2 separate regions of the Mus musculus genome follow, and region 2 is linked to region 1. Evidence: chromatin contacts called from public Hi-C data. All regions are on one chromosome and are shown on one strand. Each heading gives the region's core, a stretch centred on a gene start, on an enhancer-like site or on the middle of the called end of the contact. The rest is flanking DNA. Distances are from core to core; before and after follow the strand shown. Region 1 overlaps Grk3 (G protein-coupled receptor kinase 3). Region 2 has its middle 8.6 kb from the start of Gm22740.

What was found. Hi-C and Micro-C count contacts between places; a contact is called where the count stands out from the background.
Region 2: a contact with region 1 is called in a Hi-C map of liver, with 2.0 times the contacts expected there. The contact joins two enhancer-like sites. A contact is called at or near these places in 13 of 484 Hi-C or Micro-C datasets (the MNK3 cell line, the N1E-115 cell line, bone marrow-derived macrophages and 9 more) and 5 of 115 datasets of contacts at active chromatin or transcription factors (SST interneurons, astrocytes, double positive thymocytes and 2 more).

The regions. Positions count from the first base shown.
Region 1 is chr5:112,953,737-112,960,433 of GRCm38.p6, reverse strand. Grk3 (G protein-coupled receptor kinase 3) reads left to right here. Exons shown (of 21, transcript NM_177078.4): 7 at 3,068-3,119; 8 at 5,179-5,270; 9 at 6,509-6,608. Among named protein-coding and RNA genes, the nearest start is that of Grk3, 58 kb to the left of the region's middle. Within about 2 kb of position 3,878, at least 8 of the 459 cell types and tissues checked have an H3K27ac peak or open chromatin away from gene starts, as enhancers often do. A contact at or near this core is called in the N1E-115 cell line and liver, where this site is marked.
Region 2 is chr5:113,032,324-113,038,724 of GRCm38.p6, reverse strand. No RefSeq gene overlaps it. Among named protein-coding and RNA genes, the nearest start is that of Gm22740, 8.6 kb to the left of the region's middle. Within about 2 kb of position 2,749, at least 86 of the 459 cell types and tissues checked have an H3K27ac peak or open chromatin away from gene starts, as enhancers often do. A contact at or near this core is called in the N1E-115 cell line and liver, where this site is marked.

The DNA of each region.
Region 1 (6,697 bases), core at 2,629-5,128:
GAAAGAAAGAAAGAAAGAAAGAAAGAAAGAAAGGCTTGCTGAGTGTGGAGCTTGGGTTTGGAAAGCCTTGAACATCACCAGAGCTGTGCAGGCAGGTGGGTGGGGCACTAAAGGCTTGAGGGCTTTCCTGTGAGCCCTGCCATCTCTCTGGAAGCAGGAGAAACCTCAACAGTGTGGCTGTGGCTCCCTGATGCTTCCGGGGGACACAGAAGCTGAGAGCAGGGAGGCTTGGGAGCCCAGCTGACACAATGGCCCTCTTGTCCTGAGCCTCAGAATCAGTGCTGGGGTGGCAGCAGGTGATCCTGAGCCCTTCCCACATCCAAGGTTTACCCTCTGACCTGAGAGCCTTGGGCTCTGGTTGCCAAAGGCCCCTGGTCCCTAGAGATGTCCACTTCTGTTCTAAATAACCCAAAAGACAAATGGACTCAGTGGACACATGTCTACCTTCCTTCTTAACATTACTATGTTTGCTTAGTCATTAATGAGCAGGATGTTGGTGTGGTGTTCTTATTACAGAGGTCCAGGAGAAATGCAGAATGTGGGCTGGGGTAGTGCAGCGTGGTGGTAGAATGCCTCGCTGACCAGTACAGGGCTCTGGATTCAATCCTTACAGCCAGAGAAAGGAGAGAGAAAGGGGAAGCAAGGAAGGAAGAAGTGGAGGAGGGAAAGGAGGGAGGGGCAGAGGAAGGGAGGGGAGGAGGAGTGAGGAGGACCAGAAGTTGCATCTCTCCTAGTTCCTGACTGACTCCTTATAAAAACACAGAATTCAAGGTTCTTTAAATGGGGAGCCTGAGCCCCTCCCACATCCAAGGGACCTCCTGAGGGCCTTGGGCTCTGGCTGCCAAAGGCCCGGTCCCAAGAGGTTTGCATTCTGTGTCTAGGTGGGGCACAGAAGGGAGGGGGCAGGAAATCTTATAAAGTCACAGGGGTCAGCATCCTAGGAGAAAGCTTATGTTGCTAACTGCTATGCACACATGTGCACACACATGCACACACACACACACACACACACACACACAAACCCCAGGGATCACTAAGCAGACCCCAAATAAAGGGTTTCCGATGCCAGGGACCCAAATCCGAGTTGGTCTTTTCGAGCACATAGCAACTTTCCCCTTGAACCTAAAAATGGGCTTTAGAGGGTCTCCCTCTGGCCCTTCAACATCTCTACGAGGCTCACATTCCAGGAATGCACTGGTTCATGTGGAAGCATAAACCTTTGGGACTCTCCTCTTTTCAGAGTCTGGACTCGACAGGGTCTGACACATTTACAACCAACCTTCGTGTTCTGGTCAGCTCAGGGGGCAGAATAGCCCGCACTGTTTGCCACCTAAGCATGAACTTGCTGTGGCAGACTCCTCCTCAGGGGGCACAGATGTCCCCTGGCTGTGTGGCAGAGTTTCTGCTCCAGGGTCATCTGGGCACAGAATGCAAACCTCTTGGGACCAGGGGCCTTTGGCAGCCAGAGCCCAAGGCCCTCAGGAAGTCAGAGGGTAAACCTTGGATGTGGGAGGGGCTCAGGCTCACCTGCTGTCACCCCAGCACTGACTCTGAGGCTCAGGACAAGAGGGCCATTGTGTCAGCTGGGCTCCCAAGCCTCCCTGCTCCCAGCTTCTGTGTCCCCCAGAAGCATCAGGGAGCCACAGCCACACTGTTGAGGTTTCTCCTGCTTCCAGAGAGATGGCAGGGCTCACAGGAAAGCCCTCAAGCCCCTTAGTGCCCCACCCACCTGCCTATGCCCCACCCACCTGCCTGCACAGCTCTGGTGATGTTCCAGGCCCCTACTTTCCAAACCCAAACTCCACACTCAGCAAGCATGCGTTATTTTCAAACATTCATGAATGAAGACGGTGATCAGCAAGCCACGGGGAAGGCTGAGGGAGGGGGAGGGGCTCTCTGCTGTATTCCATGTGTCCCAGAGGAGTTCAGGAGCTTGTTGGTCTGGGTCCATCTGCTCACCACCCACACATGACCTTTGTCTGTTTCCATTTGCTGGCCTTGGTCTTGGCAGTCGTAAAGTGGGGTCAGGATGCCCCGGTTCATGGAGCTGTTGAAAGGAGTCAATGAGCCTTGTGGGTTGGACATGCAGCTGACCACAGGCTGTGTTTGCCCCTCTTAGGATTATTTGTGTACATTGCTTGTTTTTTTATTATCATTATTTTTATTTTTTATTTTTTGGCTGTTTAGAACAGAAGGTCTAAAAGAGTGGTCATGAGTCATCTGTAGCTACAAATTGAAATGTCCTTCTTGCAAAGAAGAAGCCAGCTCTGGGAGGTAGTGATTCTCACGGATCTCAGTGGCAACTGGTTTGCATCAATACCCCCATTAAGTCAAATTATACATGAGGCAGATGACAGTTGAGGAGAGCCATGGAGTCTTTCATTTAAACAGAAAAATATTTTATTTTGTTAATTGTATCTCATCATACCTGCCCTCCTCCCTCCAGCTCCTCCTCCTTCATCTCTTCCTCCCTTCAGCTCCTCCCTCCAGCTACTCCTCCCCCAGCTACTCCTCCTTCCTCCAGCTACTCCTCCCCCTCTAGCTACTCCCATGTTTGTTTCTTCCCAAGTTCATGGTCTTGCCTAAAATGGCTATTGCTATGTGTATATAGTTGTGAATTTATATGTATAAGTGCACATGTTCATATACTTACTCTCACGTGTACATATATGCAGGGATTAAATCTATGTGGGTGCTTATCCTTTAGTGGACTGGTTTTCATTTAGGGGTGGGACCATGTGAAATGTCTCTTTTCCCCGTTGGTAGGTCACCTGGTATTATCGCTGTGCTGGTCTTGTTCCGGCAACCTCATTGCTAAGAGTTCACAGGTGTAGTGTCCCTGTCGTATGTTGATCCTCTGGTCTTATAATCTTTCTGCTCCCACTTCCAAGATCTTCCTGAGTCACAGGTACAGGGGTTGCGTTGGAGGCGTGCCAGTCGTGGTGTGTGAGAATGTTTTCCTTGTGTGAGAGGCGGCACAGGAGTTGGATCCCATCCCATGGGCTCCTCTAGGACTCCAGTTAGGTGCTCACGGAACTCTCCAGTAATTGCTTATATTCTCTTTTAGCGATAAATTCACTAGATTCTGTCAGTGGAAGAACGTGGAGTTGAATATTCACGTGAGTACCATACTTTTCTGCACCACCCCCCACCCACACTTTTAAATAAAGACTTCCTCTGCCCTAATGTCGTGAGAAAGTGCTTTGTTCTGGAACGTTCTCCCCAAGGGTATGCGGCACCGCACAGATGTGCTTCTTATAAGTCCGTGGACTAAAAGGCCGGGCTCCCATGCTCAGTGATAAGCAGTTGCGACCTTAACTTTCTTTCCTCGTGTTTGTGTGAGAATGAGCTTATGTGCGTAAGAAAGTCTATTTTAGGTTGCAATTGATTGACCCTTTACCAAAAATAACACCGGCGATGTAAGCCTTCCTTTCACTATCACGACTGCGCAGCCTGGGCTCTTGCCAAATCATACTGTGGAGTTCCTTTCACCTGTCTTACTGCAGGGTATAATAAAATGAGCAGGAAAGTTGTCTAGAATAAGGTTGCAGGGTTGTTTGGTTTTGTTTTTCTTACTTTGGAATAAGGTGGAAGTGGGGGGTTGGGTATTCAGATCAATGAGAGAACACTGGGCTAGCCAGTGCAGAAGTCAGTCTCTCATTCACACACACACACACACCACAGAGAGAGAGACAGAGAGACAGAGAGAGACACAGAGAAACACACAGAGAGACAGAGACACAGAGAGAAAGAGAGAGACACACAGAGAGAGAGAGAGAGACAGAGAGAGAGAGAACAACAACAAACCCAGGGATATGGAGCAGAGTGACCCTTGACCACAGGCCGCCCCACTGGGTGGTTCCTAGGTATCTCGCCATCCTCTAAGCTGAAATGTCAGTCACTCTAGGAAAGGACCGCTCCGCGGGTCGCGTTTGGGTGCACAGTTCTGTCTGCACCCTCCCCTCCCCTCCCATGGATCTTCTGGAGATACACAGTTTGGATCAGATAAAAGAATCAGTTGTGTTTTCGTTTTTAAAGAAAGATTTGCACTTAAAGCAGAGTTGTGGGGAAAGGGCTTTCCAAACCTTCCCCTAGCATCCAGAGTTGTGGGAAAAGGGCTTTTCCAAACCTTTCCCTTGCATCCTGTGTTTCGGATGATTTAAAAGACAGGGGTTGTAACACATGCACATGCACACATACACACACACACATAGTCATACACATGCACACACATACGTACACACAGTCATATACATGTACTCACATACATACATATACATATACACAGTCACACACATCCACTCACATACACACAGACACACAATCATACACACATATATACACAGGCTTATACACACACACACACAGAGACATACACACATACTCACATACATACATATATATACACAGTCATACATATGTACCACATATACATACATACGTACGTACAGTCATATAGAGGAATATACATACATATACAGTCACACATATGTACCACATACACACACACATACATACATAGTCACACAGAGGCATATACATACATACACAGACACACAAGGATACACACATATGCACACACAGGCTTACACACACACACACACACACACACACACACACACACACACACACCTTTCCTGACCCCTGGGCTCTGTCGGTGGAGGGAATGTCTGTGTGAATGAAGTCTCTTTCTGTGGCCCTTTTTTTTATGTTCCTGTGAGGAGTCCCGATTCTCATGGCCTGCCTCTCAGCATTTCCAGTCAGGGGGTTTGTTCTGAAACAGCTGCCCTCCACATGGACTCTTGCCTTCCCACCAGGACAGTGTGAAGAAGTCTCTGTCCCTGAACTGTAGGCTTCCTGGTGCCTGAGATCACTTCTCATATTGTCTAGTAGTTCTACACTTGTGCTGCCCGGACGCCACAGCTTGCATAACCTAAGGTTTTCAGAGTAGAGGGACAGTCCCCTCCCCCACCTTCCTCTCCCCCTCACCTGTCTCCATGTTGGACCTGGTATGTCTCAGGGTGGCGGCTAAGGCAGAAGGTTGTCCCTGGTTACAGCATCTTGCAGTCTCATCTCTCAGCTTAAGGTCCTGGGAGTGGAAGGTGACACTGGACTATCTCTGTCCTTACCCCGACTTCATGTGATTTTATGTCTTTGTTTTGTCTTGTGCTTCCACAGCTGAGCATGAACGACTTCAGTGTGCACAGGATCATCGGCCGAGGAGGGTTTGGGGAAGTTTATGGCTGCAGGAAAGCAGACACCGGTAAAATGTGAGCCTCTGTCTTGTCTCACGGGACTGTTAAGAGGGCCTCAGTTCCACAGAAAGAAATAGATGTTTGGATTTGGTCAGGAAGCCTGGCCCTTCACTTCTTAGAGCCACTGGGGAAGCTAACAGGATCCACACATGGAGTGCACACAGCAGGGAGCCTGTCCTGGAATTGGTACCTGCTGCCCTTTGGGCTGAGCCATGGTGTCTTCCCTTGTGTAGGAATCCTGCTGAGCGTGTGCCCAGGGCCTGACTATACTGATTGCTCGCTCTTCAGTGGACGGTTCTATGAAAACAACCATCCTGGCAGAGGATGGAGACTGGAGCAGCTAGGTCCCGCATCAGAGATACATTGTTTCCCATGTTCTCAGGGCTCCACGCTGTGGTTAAACTCCTTGCTGCGTCTCAGACTGTTTTTCTATAGGCCACATGACAGAGTCACACCTAGCCCTGGTTGGCCTGATACTTCCTGTGTAGACCAGGCTGACCTCAGACTCAGAGATATGCACCTACCTCTGCTCACTGTGTTTCAGTTAACAGCCATGCATTTCTGAGTTCTGGACTCTGATACCACCCCCCCCCACACACACACACACACATACACCCGCTGGGCAGTTCCAAGCAAATGTGACAGTCACAGGAAATTTTCTGTCCTTAAAACTCTTGTAACAAGTTAAGAATCCTCTCTCAGCGTCTCACTGTTCTACTGAAAACATTTCTTGCGGTTCTCTGTCTGTGAATTATGGAAAAAGCCAAATGACGGGTCAGTTCCCCTTGTGATCTTATCACGGGTTCTTGCAAATTTTAAGTTGTCCCTTGGGCCCCTTAGTTAGACAGGAGCAGACGTGAGAAATCTTCTTGTCACCTGATAGAGTATAGGCCATGTGTAAGTACAGAAGAATCCAGTTAGGGTCTTTACGCCGAAGAGTCCAAAGAGCTAAATCCGATCCAGGCATTCTTCTCCCCTGCTCGGTAGCACCAGAGTGCATGTTAAGTATTTATTATTTTTGCTTCTGCCCCATTTATCTAATGCATCTCTATCCACACGGTGCAAGAAGTCCCTGTAGTACTGTTTGATTGTTTTCTCCCACAGTGGAGAGTCCTCGGAGGCCACTCGGGCACCATCTTGCTTCCTCTGAGTGCCATCTTGCTTCTCCTCGCTGTGGTAGAAATAGCCTGGAGGTTGGTGTAGCCTGGTGTGGGTTCCTAGCCTAGACTCTACTCTCGTCTTTATGCCCCCAGGTATGCCATGAAGTGCTTAGACAAGAAAAGGGTGAAGATGAAGCAGGGGGAGACTCTGGCTTTGAACGAGAGGATCATGCTGTCTCTCGTTAGCACTGGGGTGAGTAAGTCCCATGGCTTCTGATGTCTTGTCAGTTGCTATTGTCTGTCCCGCTCGATCACAAAGTTGGTTGACCCAGAAAGGGTTGG
Region 2 (6,401 bases), core at 1,500-3,999, 79 kb before region 1:
TCACTGAGATTTGTGGGGGTGGGGGAACCTGGAGAGCCTCAGGGAGCGAAGCATTGCTGCTCCCTCCATGTGTGCCACAGACAGTGGGGAAGTGTGGCACTCCAGATGGGGTTGCCCTCAGGGGCTCTAGGGCCAACAAAGGGAGGCAGAAGACCCTCGGGGACTGTGGGGGCTGTTAGGTAGTGTGACCCCTAGTACTGCATAAGTGGGGCATAATGTTGGGCACCTGAACCCTTGCTGTTGGAGAAAAATTAAGTTGGCTTCAAAGTACTTACAATAAACTCAAGTCACCAATGATGTGTTGCTGTCACTTTGAAGGGGAAAAAAAAATCAAAGCACTTAGCTTTGGAGTCATTAAATAGATGGAGCCCAGACTGGAATATACCTAACTCTCTCTGTGCCTTCTGTCATATCTGTCTGTTGAATATATGGCCGTCTTGTGAATCTGTACCTGTCCCCGGGTCTCTCTGTGTGTGAATCTGTCTGTATGTCTGTCCCTCACAAAGGGCTTCCCTCTGTCTTTACTGGACAGCACAGAATCATCTCGTGGGGGAGGGGAGGAGGAATGGGATATTTCACTGAAATCTTTAGCAAAGTTTTACAAGGGATTGAGTCACTGGGTCCAACGGATCTCAACTGACCCACATAGCAAGTATCATTGTCTGTTAACTGTGGTGGTTTGAGTAGGTATGGGCCCCATAGATTCATGTGTTTGAACGCTTGGCCCATAGGGTGTGGCAGTATAAGGAGGTGTGGCCTTGTTGAAGAAAGTATGTCACTGTGGAGGCCGGCTTTGAGGTCTCATATAAAAGCTCAGGCTATGCCCAGTGTGGAATGACAGTCTCCTTTTGGCTGCCTTCGGATCAAGATGCAGAGCTCTCAGCTCTTCCAGCACCATGTATGCCTGCATGTTTCCCGCTGCCATGCTTCCTGCCATGATGATAATGGACTAAACCTCTGAAACTGTAAGCCAGCCCCTATTAAATGCTTGCCTTTATAAGAGTTGCCTTGGTCGTGGTGTCTCTTCACAGCAATAAAACCCTAAGACATTGACTGATATCCAAGCATTCTGTTCAACATTTATAGTGGACATTCATCTCACCTCTATTTCTGCTGCTTTCAGCAAATGCTTATTAGAACTTGAGCGCATTACTCTGCTTCAGGGCATGAAAGAGCATATAACTTAAGAACACAGCTTTGTGTTGGCTTGGGTTGTAAAAAACGGATTACATGGGAAATCCTAGGCGAGTAAGGTTGGTTGCTATATTGTTCCCTTAAAGGAAGTTTAAACAAAAAGGCTGAGCCCACAGTAGGATAGAAGTCTTAAGTCTTAAGCGACCTCAAATATTAACTCGAATGTGGGGTTCTGCAAAAGTTCTATCCTCTTAGAAGGTAAGAGATATTTTTATTATATATTTATTATAATATAGCTGGTACAGGAAAACACTGAGAAGCTGAGGCACAGGGGTCAAGGTTCAAGATCACCAGGTTACAAAGCAAGTCCAAGGCTTTCCTCTAAGACACAGAAGGAGAAAGCAATCAAAGTCACTCATGCTCATTTCTGATTTTTTTTCCCGTATCTATCTTGAATTTTTTTGAGGGCAGATGCTAAGGCCATCCATCCCTGGGGCTTATTTTCAGAGCACCTGTGGCTATTCAATTTGGATTCTAAATTTTAAATTTGAAGTTAACATTTGCCTCCTGAGGGGGAGGAAGGGAGAGAAGGGGGAGGGGGAGGGAGGAGGAGGAGGGGAAGAGGCAGGGGAGAGGGAGGGGATGGGAGGGGGGAGGGGAAAACCCTTTCAGCTCAAGTTGTGGATCCTGAACATGGAGGACATTAAAGCCATCACGTGGCAGCAGCAAAGGGTTAGCTCATTGGGTAAAGCCCTGGTCCTAAAACATGAGGAGTTAAAGTTTCCAGAACCCATGTGGCAGGAGGTGGTAATCCCAGTGCTCCTATGTGGAGATGGGAGGGGAGGGAGGAGAGCCAGTTAGCCTGGCAGGGATCCTGTTTGAACCATAGTGGAAGGAGAGGCCTGACCCCTTAAAGTGGAAGAAGAGGCCCGCCCCCCCAGTCATCCTCTGACCTTACACACATGCTGTGACACGCCCACACTCACACCCGTGAACAGACATACTTGGATTTTTTCTTTATAAGTCGGTGTGTGGCTCTTCGTGCTTTTTGGGTGGTCCATGGTCTCTTGAAAATTTGCTAGAAGCTGTGTGCAACCTTTCTTCAGAAAAGCAGATCCAATTCTGGGTATGCAAGCTGTGGTTTTGTATGTGCCAGGCCAATGCTGGGGTGCAGCTAAGAGCACTCGCTGCTCTTCCAGAGGACCTGAGCTCAGTCCCCAGCACCCACATCGAGCCGGCTCACAGTCACCTGCAACTCTGGCTCTAGGGGCTCCCAAGCCCTCTTCTGGCTTCTGAGTTTACTTCACATATGCGCACAAGTCCACGTATACTGCACATAACTGGAAACAGAAATAAAATCTCTGAATGAGTGGTGATGGGGAGGGTACCAGGAGTAATCCAAGCACAACACCGTGACCGTGACCTGAGCATAGATCAGGCATGTCTGTGCTCCTGTCCCAGCAGAGGGACCTTGGGCAAGTTTCTTTCCTTCTGTCTCTGAGCCTGAGTCCTGATCTGTAAAGTACAAATGAAAACTAGCATCTACCTCACAGCCCACTGAAAATGAAAGTAAAGTATCCAGGAAGAGTGGGTAGCACAAGGCCCCAGAAGATTTATTTTACACTCGCAAATATTTATTTATTGGGTAATACTGTATGCTGACGGCATTTAAGTGCTGAAGGAGTGTCAGACATCAGCTGTATTTATCCAGGAAGTGAGGACTCAAGCAAGGTAAAGAGGCTTCTGGGTGGCTGCTTGCCCAGGGGACAGAGATAGGGAGAGCCAGTGTGGAGCAGGAGGATGGGGGTGGGGAGGAGAGGGCAGTGCTTGCTGTTTGTAGCCATGACACCTCTCTTAGGGACTGTCTGTCTATGGTGGCATGTGAGCCACAGAACATCCTTAAGCCAAATCTAAAGTCCAAAATGTTCTGAACTTGGAAGCTTTTCTGGCACACGTGTGATGCCACACAGGGTCATTTCCACACCAGACCACGGGATGGATCAGCACCCCGGTGCCCCTCAGCTCCTCAGGCCCATCTGTCCATTTCAGTATCCAGTTTGCCAGGCGAGTAGTTTGATTTCTTGGCAGTTACCCTTCTGATTTATTTGTATATTCTAGGTTGTAGGTGGCAACGTTGTTTTTCTCCGCCTGTCTTGTGGGCTGCCTCTCACTCAGCTGTTTCTTTGCTGGATGGAAACTTTGTAGTCTTACAATGCCCACTCATTGGCTCTTGTCTCTTTCCTGTCTGAGTCTTTTGCAGAAAGACCCTGGCTGCGTCTGTATATCTTGAAGTGGTTTCTGTGGTTTTTTCCCCCCCTCTCTGACAGTTTTAGAGTTCTAGGTCTGAAGCTGAGGTCTTTGATCCACTCGGAACTGCCAGCAATTGCATGAAAATGTTCAACACCACTAGCCATCAGGGAAATGCAAATTAAGAACACATTGAGATTCCTTCTAGCCCCAGCCAGACTGGCTGTCATCAGAAAAACAAAAGAGAGCAAATGTTGGAGAGGAAACAGAGAGAAGGAAACCCATAGATTCTGCTGACAAATGTGAATGACTGACTGCAGACACCATGCAAACCAGTACAAAGGTTTCTCAAAAGGCTGAGAACAGAACTACTCCGAGACCCAGCTATACCACTCCTGTGTACTTGCTCAAAGGACTCCAAATTATTAGCCCTGAGATACCTATGAATTGGTGATGGGCAGCTTCCAAGTTCAGGACATTTTGGACTTTAGATTTGGCTTAAGGATGTTCTGTAGCAACTTGATTCTACTTAAAATCATATGGGAGAAGTCTACACTGGGTAGCCTGTTGGCATGTCCACGGGGAGTGTCTTCACCGATGTAGGAAGACCCCACCCACTATGGGCAGCACCATTCCTTAGGCAGGGGAACCTGGATTGCCTACCAGAGGAGGAATGGAACCTGGTACAAGAAAGGGAGCGTGCAAGAATTCTCTCTCCTCTCCTCTTGACCACAGATGTGATGTGTCCAGCTGTTTGGTGCTACGATCATTGTGATAACCCTACTATGACAGACTACAAGCTGGAACTGTAACCTGAAAATGAGCTCCCTTCTCCCCTAAGGTGCATCTCCCCTCCCCCCAGGGCATTTTATCCAGCAACAGGATTCCATTGATGTTTATTATAGTACTGGTGGCAGTAGCTGAGTTGTGGAATCAGCCTGCATGTCATCAACAGAGGCCAGATAAAGAAAATATGGCAATGCACATAATAAAAGTGAAATGGTGTCGTTTGCAGAAAGCAAGGCAGCTGGAGATGATCATATTTAGCAATTTAAATCAAACTCAGAAAGACAGATATTGGTTTTTTTCCCCTTCATTTGTGAATTCCACATTTTATACAGACACATAAACTCGTGTGTGTGTGTGTGTGTGTGTGTGTGTGTGTGTGCACGCGCGTGTGCATGTACGTGTGTGTGTGTGTGAGACATGAGACAGGGATGTAAAGAGGAAAGCCTTAGCCTTTGAGAAGAGCGAGGACCAAGGAGTGTGTGGGGGGGTGGGGTCAAAATGCATTAGATAATTATATGAAAACATGTATGAAATGCAGTGTTGTATACACACACACACACACACACACACATATACAGAAATGTTGCATGTAGTTTCAAAACATTACTGCCTCCTTCGCGCCTGCCCCCCCTCCCCCCCCCCCCCCCCCCGCCAAGAATGGCTGTGCTGCTAGTCCCTCTCAGCTTTCCTTCATTCCCACCTTTAGCTCCAGGAGGTGACCACTCCACCAGCCCACTCCCAAGACCTGTGAATTCATGGATAAAAGACACACACACACACAACTTGTCACTTTATAACTTGGCTTCTAGGCACAATTGCTAGGTACAGATATCCCCCACCTGGGAAAGTCTGCCCTTACCAATCTATTTCCTCTATCTCACCACCTGCCCTAAACTTAGTGGCTAGTCCCACCTAGCCCCTGCCAAACATCCATGGCCACCCACACGTATGTAGTGGAGGCCGCAGGCCCAAGCTCTCCCTGAGACTGTACATGCTGTGTTCTTCCTCCAAAGCATGGCAGAAAAGCTCTTCCTCTCCTTCTCTGAGGCTCCTTTTCCCCCAATGGGACCTGGAAGTCCCACCTATACCTCGGCCCAGCAATTGGCTCCTGGCCTTTTTTTTATTGACAAACCTACAACCAATTAGGGAATAGGACTTTAACATCAGAACCTCCCCTTACACACAGGAGGCATGGTGAGCACCTGGCAGGCAATGGGAACATGGTGTCTGTGGAGGTGGATTTGGGGTTTAGACTGGGCTCTTAACCCCAAGATATTTACCAAGTGCTCTGAAATGAAGTCCTCCACATTTCTGATCTTCAGTATGTCCCTGTGTGCAATTCCAGTGTCATTGGAATCAGCGCAGGGCTGGCCTCAAAGGGTAACGAAGGACACGGTCCCTTTTCTGCTTCTACAACAGGGAAGAGTGCTACTCTCTTCCCTTCCAATGGTCAGCAGAACTCACAGCACCATCCATGGCTTCCTGGCTTTTCTTTGGTGGTGACATCATCCCTTGGCATATTCTAGGACCACACAGAAATTCTAGATCTGTGTTTCTCAACCTGTGGGTCACAACTCCTTTTTCTTTGGGGATTTAAATGACTCTCTCACAGTGGTCACCTAAGACCGTCGGAAAACACAGATACCTACATCACAATTCATAACAGCAGCAAGATGACAGTCATGAAGTAGCAATGAAATAATCTCGCAGTTGAGGGTCACCCCAACACGAGGAAGAGTATTGAAGGGTCACAGCGTCAGGAAGGTTGAAAGCCTCTGCTCTAGATCCTCTTGGGTTTGTTTCTGTGGCTTCTGTACTCCAAGTTTTCTGCTTCATATAGGTTATCCCAGTTGGAGACCACCTGCTCCCTGCTCAGAACATAAGGATTAGCCTGTGAGCAATAATGACAGGAGCCTGGAGGGATCGATATGGCCTGATTCTGTTTCCACCACTGTGGTAAATCACCTGACAGAAGCAAGTCGGGGTGGATGGGCTTCATTCAGTTCAAAGCTTCGGAGATCTCAGTCTACCTAGGCTGGTGGAGTTTTCCGTGGCAGGAGACTTTAGTGGGTGTGGATGAGGAAGCAGAGAGCAGACAGAGACAGAGATGCTCCATCTAAAGACGTCACACCCTTCCTCAAACAGTGCCATTGGCTAGTGACCAAAGAACACTCAACTCTCCAGCCTTTGGGTACATTTCAGATTCTAACTGTAAGAGGAGGGTTAGTTTG